Linked DNA regions of Mus musculus: all the other regions are linked to region 1. A link is a contact called in public promoter capture Hi-C data. All regions are on one chromosome and are shown on one strand. The core of a region is the stretch at or near the end of the contact, and the rest is flanking DNA. Distances in the headings are between cores, read along the strand shown.

The links. Promoter capture Hi-C pulls out the DNA fragments that hold promoters and counts their contacts. Capture Hi-C pulls out chosen DNA fragments and counts their contacts.
Region 2: a promoter capture Hi-C map of hippocampal neurons shows a contact between it and region 1, with 3 times the contacts expected there. The contact joins the promoter of Rgs14 here to the promoter of Sncb in region 1. A contact is called at or near these places in 4 of 39 promoter capture datasets (cranial neural crest, hippocampal neurons, pre-B cells and 1 more) and 1 of 115 datasets of contacts at active chromatin or transcription factors (pancreatic cancer cells).
Region 3: a promoter capture Hi-C map of pancreatic islet shows a contact between it and region 1. The contact joins the promoter of Prelid1 here to the promoter of Sncb in region 1. A contact is called at or near these places in 3 of 39 promoter capture datasets (cranial neural crest, frontonasal cranial neural crest and hippocampal neurons), 3 of 115 datasets of contacts at active chromatin or transcription factors (astrocytes, embryonic forebrain and forebrain) and 1 of 9 other capture datasets (pancreatic islet).

The regions. Positions count from the first base shown.
Region 1 is chr13:54,764,829-54,768,104 of GRCm38.p6, forward strand. Sncb (synuclein, beta) reads right to left here and starts at 1,767. Exons shown (of 6, transcript NM_033610.3): 1 at 1,477-1,767; 2 at 735-864. The coding sequence starts at 855.
Region 2 is chr13:55,367,961-55,371,236 of GRCm38.p6, forward strand. Rgs14 (regulator of G-protein signaling 14) reads left to right here and starts at 1,772. Exons shown (of 15, transcript NM_016758.3): 1 at 1,772-1,976. The coding sequence starts at 1,932.
Region 3 is chr13:55,320,309-55,323,584 of GRCm38.p6, forward strand. It overlaps Prelid1 (PRELI domain containing 1), which reads left to right and starts at 1,747. Exons shown (of 5, transcript NM_025596.5): 1 at 1,747-1,973; 2 at 2,545-2,770. The coding sequence starts at 1,882. Rab24 (RAB24, member RAS oncogene family) reads right to left here and starts at 1,672. Exons shown (of 8, transcript NM_009000.3): 1 at 1,230-1,672; 2 at 1,082-1,150; 3 at 794-872; 4 at 619-686; 5 at 437-536; 6 at 195-245; 7 at 4-66. The coding sequence starts at 1,346.

The DNA.
Region 1 (3,276 bases), core at 517-3,016:
AAAACATCCAGCTCTTTTCCACAAGAGCAAGCCCTAACCTATGATCTGAGCCCTGAAACAAGGGGTGAACTTCCATTTCCAGCCCTTTTCTCTCATTATGCAAATAACCCTTACAAACTCCCCTTTCACACTTTGGGTGAGAGATATTAACCTCCCGACCTTTGTCCTGATACCAGCTGGCAGCTGCTGGGACGATGAACTGGAGAGACTGCCAAGGTAAAACCACAGGCTGTGTGTGTGTGGGGGGGGGGGGCGGGGGCTGGTAGCTGGAGAGAGCCCGCCAATAACCAGGAAAGTGGGGCTTTCCAGCGGGATTTATACCCGGGCTTCTGGCTTTACCAGCTGTGTGACCTTGGGCAGAGTGGTTAACAGAGGGCCCCAGAGTCGCTGATCTGTAGACTAGCCCAGGAATGTTAGATGCTATAGCATTTCATTGCTCTTGGCCTCAGGTAAAGGTTCCCCACCAGGTCACTATTAATAGTGATGACGGGGTAAGAAAAAGGAAACTCTGGAGAGCTCAACACCTTGGTCCCTGGTTTTTCATTTGAACATCATCTCCACCAGCTCCCATCCCATCCCCACCTCCCAATTCCATGGACTGGCTGTGTCCCCAGTGACCCCTACTGACCTCGCCCATCTGCTGACTCATATTCTCATGCCCAGACCCCTCAATCACTCTGAGGACCCTTTCTGGTACCCTCAGGAGATACCCAGCCCTGCAGCCCCTTGCCCACCGACATAGAGGACGCCTTCCTTGGTCTTCTCTGCTGCCTCGGTGACCCCCTGCTTGGTTTTCTCAGCTGCAGCCACAACGCCCTCCTTGGCCATGGACAGGCCCTTCATGAACACGTCCATCCTGGCGGCCTGGGGAGGGCGAACACACAAGTGCCGGGGCGCTGGCTCTGCACCCTCACTCGGGCCCTCCCAGGGGACCTGGTGCCCCCTCCCTCCCTTCCTCAGACTTGGCGCGCTTCTGGGCCGGGAGCCCCCTCCTACCCTCTCTACTTCCCAGGTCTAGGCCTCAGAGCTATGCTGCGGCGAGTCCTAGCGTCCTTGAAACCCCGGGATGCGGGGAGGGGCCAGCACCTCAGTTATCCGGAGATCTGCAACCTGCAGGCCCGCAGAACCGGAAGCTAGGCTCGGCGCGAACACCGGGGCCTGTCTGTACACACAACAGTCACACGGTCTGCATACAAACACACACCATGGACATGCTCACGTGCACACACACAGAACACGGGGCGTTTAGAAGCGCATGGACACTCCGGCACACGGGCACGGACGCACGTCCGCACGTCCACCCAGACTGTAGCAATCAGAGAGGACAGACGCGCATCCTGCAGTGCACCTGCCCGCGCCCGCTTAGCGCTTTCCTTTTCTGTGCCCACGTTTCTCCCAGGGCAGTCTCCATCCCGCTCCTCATCTTACCCCAGATCCCCCTGGATCCCCAGTTCGGTGCTCTTTCCGGAGCCTCACCTGGGTTTCGGGGCCGGGCTGGGGGATGGAGCTGTGGTGGCGGCAGCGGCTGCTACTGCGAGCAGATGCGCGGGGCTGGGCTACGCTGGGTATGGATGGACTCGGGGCCAGTGGTGTCCTGCCGTGGTCAGGCTCTTGAGTCACCTTTCCTGAGCTGGAGTGCAGCAGTGCTCTGGCCTTGGGTGCTCTGCCACCAAGGATGCTACTCGCGCGCTCCGGCTCCGCTCCGGCTCCTGCTCCGGCGCTGCGGCAGCTCTGAGCTCAGCACTCCCCCCTGGTGGCCGCGCCGCCCCCTCCGCCTGACTGACAGGGGGCGGGGAGGGTGACATCTCCCCAGAGCAGGCGAGCCTCCAGGGGAGGGCCTCTGACGTGCAGCCGGGGACCCTAGTGCTGGAGAAGAGTAGTCTTTGAGGATGGTGGGAGGTGGCAATGCGGCGAGAGAGGACTGGTGTAGAAATTATGCGGTTGGCTTGGAAGTTCAGAGCGATTCCAATCCTAGCTGCGTTTGTTAGTAGCTGTGGGATCTTGAACTACCTACCTCACCTTTTGAAACGCAAGGTTCCTCTTCTGTAGAACCAATGGAGGGAGTCAATGCCCTTCTAGGCACCGCTTGGATGGGTGGTGCAGGTTGGGTGGAAACAGTGCTAAAGAAAAGCAGGGTTCGTATCTCAGGAAGACGCGCTCATGGCTGTGCAGAGACAAGAGGCAGGAAACAAAATCAATGTATCCACACTTGAATCATACAGGGTTACTTCAGCCTGTGAGAGTAGATAGGAAGACAGAGAAATGCTGATGTAAGAAATGGACTTGAGGCAAAGTAGGTAGACAGCAAAGGCCTCTTCCAAGAAACGACTTGGAATAGACAGATCCGGGAGAAGCAACAAGGTAGGCCTAGACAGGTGGGGGTGAGATCCACAGAACCAGACCCTCAAGGGCAAAGGCTGGGAGGCACCACCATGCTGACGGGCAGTCAGGATGCAGTGCAACCTGCTCAAGACCCAGACAAGAGCATATGGTTTATGGTTATGGGAGGGCATTCCAGATGCACGGCAGGACCTCAGTCAGTTCTATAAAAGAATTATACCCAAGCAGGTGTGGCATCCCAGATGAAAGGGACCCTGTGAGCTCAGGGAGTCAGGGAAAGAAGTAAAAAGGAAGTGGCACTTAGTTTGGGGCTCGTGGGGTGGGTAAGGTTTTCCCTCGGGAACAAGATCAGAAGAGCGTTTTAAGCTAACGATATATAACACAGATGAGGGCAGTGGTGGCAGAAGTGCTGGTCTGGGCGTTTGAGAGATGAGGTGTGCCAACAGCAGACAGTAGGGCACGGGGGGGGGGGGGATGCTCATGGCTGTGGTAGGGCTGTAAGTTGGCAGAGGCTTTAAGAAGGCCAGTTTGGCAGTGTTTCCTAGGACTATAAATGCATGCTCCTTTTGGATCAGCAGTGCCCCTTCCAGGAACTCACCCTGCGGATCTCTATTCTTGCGTGTGCACACTTACACGTGGGCCGGGACAGTCACTGTAGGAAACACTGACAATGCTCTAAACGTCCTCTTAGAGATCTGGTTACTTCCTTATAGCACATCCACCCAGTGGCACAGTGTGATGGTGTGGTTGGGAGCCATGAGCTGTCTCTCCCCTGCCCCCACCCCACGTATCAACAACACACTAATGAGTAAAGATGGTGTTAGTGAGAAGCCGGTGCAAAGATTGTAGGTGTTGAGCAAGCTGATTTCGATACATAGAAAATTATATTACATACTTACATATTTAACAAGTTATATGTAAGAATATAGTTTTATG
Region 2 (3,276 bases), core at 522-3,021, 600 kb after region 1:
TTCTTTCAGATTTACTTATTTTATGCATATGAGTGCATCACCATTGTTGTCTTCAGACACACCAGAAGAGGGCATCAGACACCATTACTGATGGTTGTGAGCCACCATGTGGTTGCTAGAAATTGAACTCAGGACCTCTGGAAGAGCAGTCAGTGCTCTTAACCACTTAGCCATCTCTCCAGCCCAGGAACAAACTTTTTCAAAGAATGCTTCCCTTTACACATATTGAAAGGCTAACCACTCATTTTATTAATATTCAGAAATGTTGGAGGTGGAGCCTTTGGTCGGAAAGTATATCACGCAGGAGAGGGACCGGATATGATGAGACAAGTGTCCTTTATAAAACAGGACAGGAGACAGTATGCTCCCTATCTCTCTGCTTTCTGACACGTGGGCACAGCAAAAAGATGGCCGTCTGCAAGCCATGACTCGTCAGAGCACAAGTGTGTCAGGGCTTGAGCCTGGACGTGCCACCTCCGGAATGGTGAGAACTGAGCGTCTGTTGTCCCGGCCACCCAGCACATGGCATTTTTTTTTCTTAATAATTTAAAAACTATTTTTATGTGTATGACCGTTTTGCCTGCCTGGGTGTCTGTATACCATCTGCATACCTGGTACCCTCAGAGGCCAGAAGAGGGCATCTGGTCCTCTGGAACTGAAGTCAGGAGCAGTTGTGAACTACCATGTGGTGACCAGGAATGGAACTCTGGAAGAGTAGCCAGTGCTCTTAACCACTGAGCCATCTCTACAGCCCGGTTTGTTTTCCTTTGTTTGTTTGTTTGTTGACCAGGTATCGTTATGTAGTCCTGGCTGATATGTAAATGAGGCTGGCCTTGCACTCAAAGAGCTCCACCTGCTTTTTGGAGTCTGAGCTAAGACAGTTCTGCACAGAGGTGGGCTTTCTACTGAGTATGGCTTACTTTACCTCTTTGGTATGGATATACCCAATCCATTCTCCTACCCTTCAGTGCATGTGTGCATACCCAGCCCCTGGGGTGTCTGACTATACATAGGCATGCCTATCATATGCACCCATCCAAGGCACTATACACTATCTATCTTATTTTGTTTACATTTAGATATAGATACAGACATAGTATAGATCCAGATTGAGTTTCCTGTAACTAAGTCTGACCTCAAACTGTTATTCCTGCCTCTGCCTCACAAGGGCTGGCATTACATACATGTGCTACCCTGCCCAGATTCGAGTGTGTATGCCTGAAGATTCAGGTGCCCTCGTGACACAGCATGCCCACATGCATGGTCACACAGGTGATGTGATTACCTCTTTGCTCACCTGGCTATCAGATGACAGCCTAGGGGCAGCAGTCTCCGCATGCAAACTGCCTGAGCTAGGGTTGCTAAGCATGCATAAGCCTGGGACATAGAAGGTAAATGAGTAGTGAACAATGCACTTTTGTGGATGCCTAGGACTCGGAACACATGCCCCATGTCCATGGAACCCCCCCCCAGACTGTCTGCTCCACAAGTGTCTAGTTGTATGAGCATGCACTTCAGCATGCTGACACATCCTTGGAGCCTTCAGATTGAACACTCCAGGTACCTCGCTGGGCAAAAGGAGGCTCCTGCTGGCTGTTGGTGCTTGCATGGTGTGCAACCGAGGGTGCGTTGGCGGCATGTGTGTGTGCATGAACGTGTGTGTGTGTGTGTGTGTGTGTGTGTGTGTGTGTGTGTATGAGAGTAGGAAGAGACATTCGCTCTCTTAGACCTTGCTTCTTTCTGTGGTTTGGTTTCTATAGAGACACTTCCTGTGGCAGAGAAAAGAGGTAGTGAGCTGGTGTTTCAGGATGTAAGGGCCCGGAGGAGCAGAGCTCTCTCTCTCCACTGCCTGCTTGCCACCCCAAGAGAGTGCTTCCGCGATCCTTGTGGTGGGTGGCCCCCCGTGGAGGGGACCTGTGATCAACGGCGGTATGCCAGGGAAGCCCAAGCACTTGGGTGTCCCCAACGGGCGCATGGTGAGTGTGGGCTCTGAGCCAGAGCCACAGGGAGGGGGGTGGGCACACCCAGGGTGGAGTCCAGGAGGCACACCCAGCAGGGTTGCAGAGGAGCAGGCTGGAGAAGTTGGGTACAGACAGCTGCTGGCATTGGGACCTGGTGCTGTCACCCTAGGACCCTTCCAGATGCCCTGCTAGGAGTCTGGTGCAACCCCAGGGATTAGTCCAGAACACAGCAGACTTAGGTCTCTGGTTCCACATGCAGGTTGGACTCGCTGCTCCCTCATCCGCTACTGGGATTACTGAAGTTGATTACAGAGTAGCCTGGAGATCCAGTGGTCACTTCTAAAACTTCTCAAGCCCTATGTCTCAGGCCCTCAGCCCTCCTCTCTTCATCTCACGCTCTAAGTGCCCAAGATAAGGTTTTAAGAGCAGCCCTTGCTGGATCACTGCATCAACCTGCTCCAGAGGCAGCCTGCCAGAACTAGTGTTCTTTGGGCAGCCCAGGACGGGTCAGTAAGGGCAGGACAGGAAGATCAGCTCTGTCTGGTCTATTCCTAGCTTCCAGGAAGGGTGTGTGTGTGTGTATGTGTGTGTGTGTGTGTGTGTGTGTGTGTGCGTGCAACTTAGTATAGGATGCCCTGGTTGCAGCCCTAACCCATTAGACCTTCTCCAGGCTGTTTAACTCCTGACTAGAGTTGTCTCCAAGTTTCTGGCTCTTCTTTCATTCACCAAATAGGACAGGCTGTGTTGAGCCTCCCTTTTCTCCTTAGGGACCTGGCTCACCTAGCAGGATCACTCCAGGGGGACCAAACAGTGTCCTGGTAACCTCTATCTTAAGGCCCCAGCCTAGAACCATGGGATAAAGCCAGTGGGTCCAGAATAACCTGGGATCCAGAGAGAGAGACCTGGGATCCAGTTCTAGCTCTGCTGTCTTTTCCCAAGAAAGATCCTGTCCTGTTTCGTCATCAGTAAAATGAAATAGAAACTGATCAATGTCCTGTTTGCTGAGTGCCATAATGAATATGAGACACTTGAGCATTGTAAAGGCTACGGAAGGGTTATCCTGATAACCCCTGTACTTTCATCCCCTCTTTAAGAATCTTCTATCTCATTAAACAGTTCCCACCTCTGCCTTCCAGTTCCCAAGGTTAGTTCTCATGTTTTGTCGGGAAGCCCTTTGCTGACGCCCCATGCTGTTTGGGTGGAAGGGAGACCAATTCCAAAAGTTGGCTCAGCCCCCACCCTACTTCCTCTACCACCAACCCAACTTAGAAAGTCTGTGGAGAGCCCATCCCCCTGCACCCACGCTGGGTGGGCA
Region 3 (3,276 bases), core at 497-2,996, 560 kb after region 1:
CACCTGTCATCACCTGGAAAGCAGCCACACTGACGTAATCCTCAGCCACTTTCTGGAAGAGTTCATCTGGCAAGCAAAGAATCAGTGAGGGCCTGAGACCAGCAGCCCTGGGTATCCCAGTGGCCCAGCCCTCTGAACCTTTCTGCTCTACTGTCCTGCCTGTTCCTGCTGACAGGACCCAAGACAACACTCACCCACACTTTGGCCTGTCTTGCTGGATGTTTCAAAGAGTTGGGCTTTGATATCTGCAAAGAGAAGTGACTGTCTTCACACTTGGGGAGCACACCTAAATGTAGCTAACAGTTCAGTCTCCTGAACCACACAGGTTCAAGAAGGCCAGAAAGCAACCAAGACTGTCATTCCCATCTTTGAAATACACTCAGGCAGATAGTACCCGCCCCCAAGCCCCCATCCTCAGAGACTTAAAAACAGCTACTATCGGCATAGTCCTGAACATCATGGAAGTCTACACGACGGCGCCGCCTGTCTTCCTCCAGCAGGTCACTCTTAGTGCCACACAGGTAGATTTGACAGCCCTGTAGCAGAAGACAAGGCTGAGATTATCTCCACAGACCAATACAGTCTCTGTCCCTACTCTTGTGATATCTGGCCACCTACCTCTTCTAAACTGCGCAGCTCCTTAACCCAGAACTTGGCTCTCTCAAAGCTGCTGCTGTCAGTGAGGTCTTGGTAAGGGTAAGGCAAGAGACACATAAAGATCAGCGGCTTCCCTCTGATGCTGGCCTGTAACCTAACCCTTACTACTTGAACACGCCAGAATTCAACCCCTTACCATAACAGACAATTGCAGCTTTAGCACCCCGGTAATAGATTCTGCTCATGGCTTCGTAGCGCTCGGAACCTGCTGTGTCCTGAGGGGTGAAAGGAGTTAATAAGCTCCTTCACAAGACTACAAAATAGGCCCCATCTTCCAGACAACCCCCCCTCCTTTTTTTAGACGAGTAAATGGGTGTGAGGAAGGAAAAACGACCTCTATGAGGCTCCAGTTGGCTGGTTTAAGAGGCAAGACATTAAATTCGGGAGACAGGTTTGCACAAGACTCTGTTCTCAAGGGACTTACCCAAATGCCCAGAGTCACCGTCCGGTCTCCAACGCACATCACCTTGGCCACGAAAGCAGCCCCGATGGTCTACAACCAGGGAAGAGATAAGTGTGGAATACTGGCCGGACCCCTTCCTCCCATGCCTGCTCCGCAGGGGTGCACTCACGTTCTGATAGGGCCCCACCAAGAAGCGGTCGTGCACGTATCGTTCCACCAGGCTCGTCTTGCCCACGTATTCCTTGCCCAGCATAACCACCTTAACGTCCACGCGCTGCCCGCTCATGCTCCCTGGGCCGCCTCACCCACTTCAGGGTCCGCGCGGCCCAGGCAGAGCCCAAGCCTCAGACCCCAACCCCAAGGGCCTCGCACCTCGCAGGCCCCTGGCGCCTCGGCCCGGGGCGCTCCGTCCTTTGCAGAGCCGCGGCGCGGGGACGCGGACAGCGCCCTCCACCGCGCCGCAGAGCCCTGCGGTGCTCACCCGCGCGACCGCCGCTGCGCCCGAAGCTCCGCTGCGCCGGGGTTACCGACTGAATCTGGGGTCCTCGTAGCTAACTCCAAACAGCACCTCTGGGACTGGAAGCCAAGAGGCGGGACGCCCGGTCACGTGACGCGGGCGCCGGAAGTGGCCGATCCTATGCATCCGGCGCCGGAAGCGTCGTGCAGTCCTATAACCCCTGATGGCGGCGGTAGGGACCTGGGCGCGGTCCTGCGGAGATTGAGCTGCGAGCCTGGCGGGCGTGCGCCTAGCCACGTCCCCCCCACCCCCGGGCTCTTCACCCTGATGCTGCACGGGTGCTGAGCCCGTCCGGGTCGGGACGATGGTGAAGTATTTCCTGGGCCAGAGCGTGCTCCGAAGTTCCTGGGACCAAGTGTTCGCCGCCTTCTGGCAACGGTACCCGAATCCCTATAGGTACGTGGCGTTGGGTAGAGCGAGTCGCCTTCCTCTCTTCTTCTGGAGATCGCACCGTAGGCTGTCCTTCAATAGTGGAGTTTGAAAGACTGGACAGAGTCCGATGTGGGCTATCTGCGGAACTGTGGCCACAGTTATAGCACAAAATCCTTATAGGATTAGAATCAGTCCAAGCCTCCAAAGTCCTCGAAGAAGATTGTCTAGTTTGTGATTTATATTGGGCTCTAGATTTCTATTTTGCAGTCCAAAGGTGGTTGGACAGGAAGAGGCGGCAGCACGGGAGTTGAGCGGTATTTCGGGGCCAGAAATCCTGAGGATGGTTTGCTTACCTGCTGCTGGCGCTCTCTAGTGGTATAATTCTTGAGATTTTGCTCGCTTTGGAGAGCCACAGAATCCATGTCGGGTGGAGGAGGGAGTTGGAATTTGCCCGGGGATAGGTTCAGTGTACTCTAATTCTGAACCCGGGCACAGATCACAGATTGCAGGCAGCCATGACCTGGAGGCGCTAAATAGGAACCAGTAGACATGCTGTCAAGAGCAGGCTCCTGAGAATCATCTTTAACTCTTGCAGCAAACATGTCTTAACCGAAGACATAGTGCACCGGGAGGTGACCCCCGACCAGAAGCTACTGTCCCGGAGACTCCTGACCAAGACCAACAGGATGCCACGTTGGGCAGAGCGACTGTTTCCTGCCAACGTTGCTCACTCCGTGTACATCCTGGAGGACTCTATTGTGGACCCCCAGAATCAGACCATGACCACCTTCACCTGGAACATCAACCATGCCCGGCTGATGGTGAGACTTCCTTTGCTCCCTCAAAATAGTTGCCCTTCAGATTTCAGGCAAGAGAGTTGTGGGAACTTCTGTGGCCAGAGGCAGGCCTAAAATACCAATGAGCTGCATCTCTAGAGTTCTGCCCTTAGATTGGTCTACCCTTTCGATTGGTCAGATTCTCTGGGACTGTCCCTTGGCTCTCAGATGGTGGGGAAAGACACCCCTGTTCTTTTTTTCTTTTTTTTTTTCCCCGAGACAGGGTTTCTCTGTGAAACTCTGGCTCTCCTGGAACTCATTTTGTAGACCAGGCTGTCCTCGAGCTTAGAAATCTACCTGCCTCTGCCTCCCAAGTGCTAGGATTAAAGGCGTGCACCACCAACCACTGCCCGGCTGACACCCCTTTTCAAAGCTTGTTACAAGTACTGTGCGCAGAGCAGTCAGTTGGTGACATGCATGCATGCATACATATGGGGGGGGGGGTGGCTTTCAGGAATGATGCTGATCGAGAAAGGGAGGCTGTGGCTTCC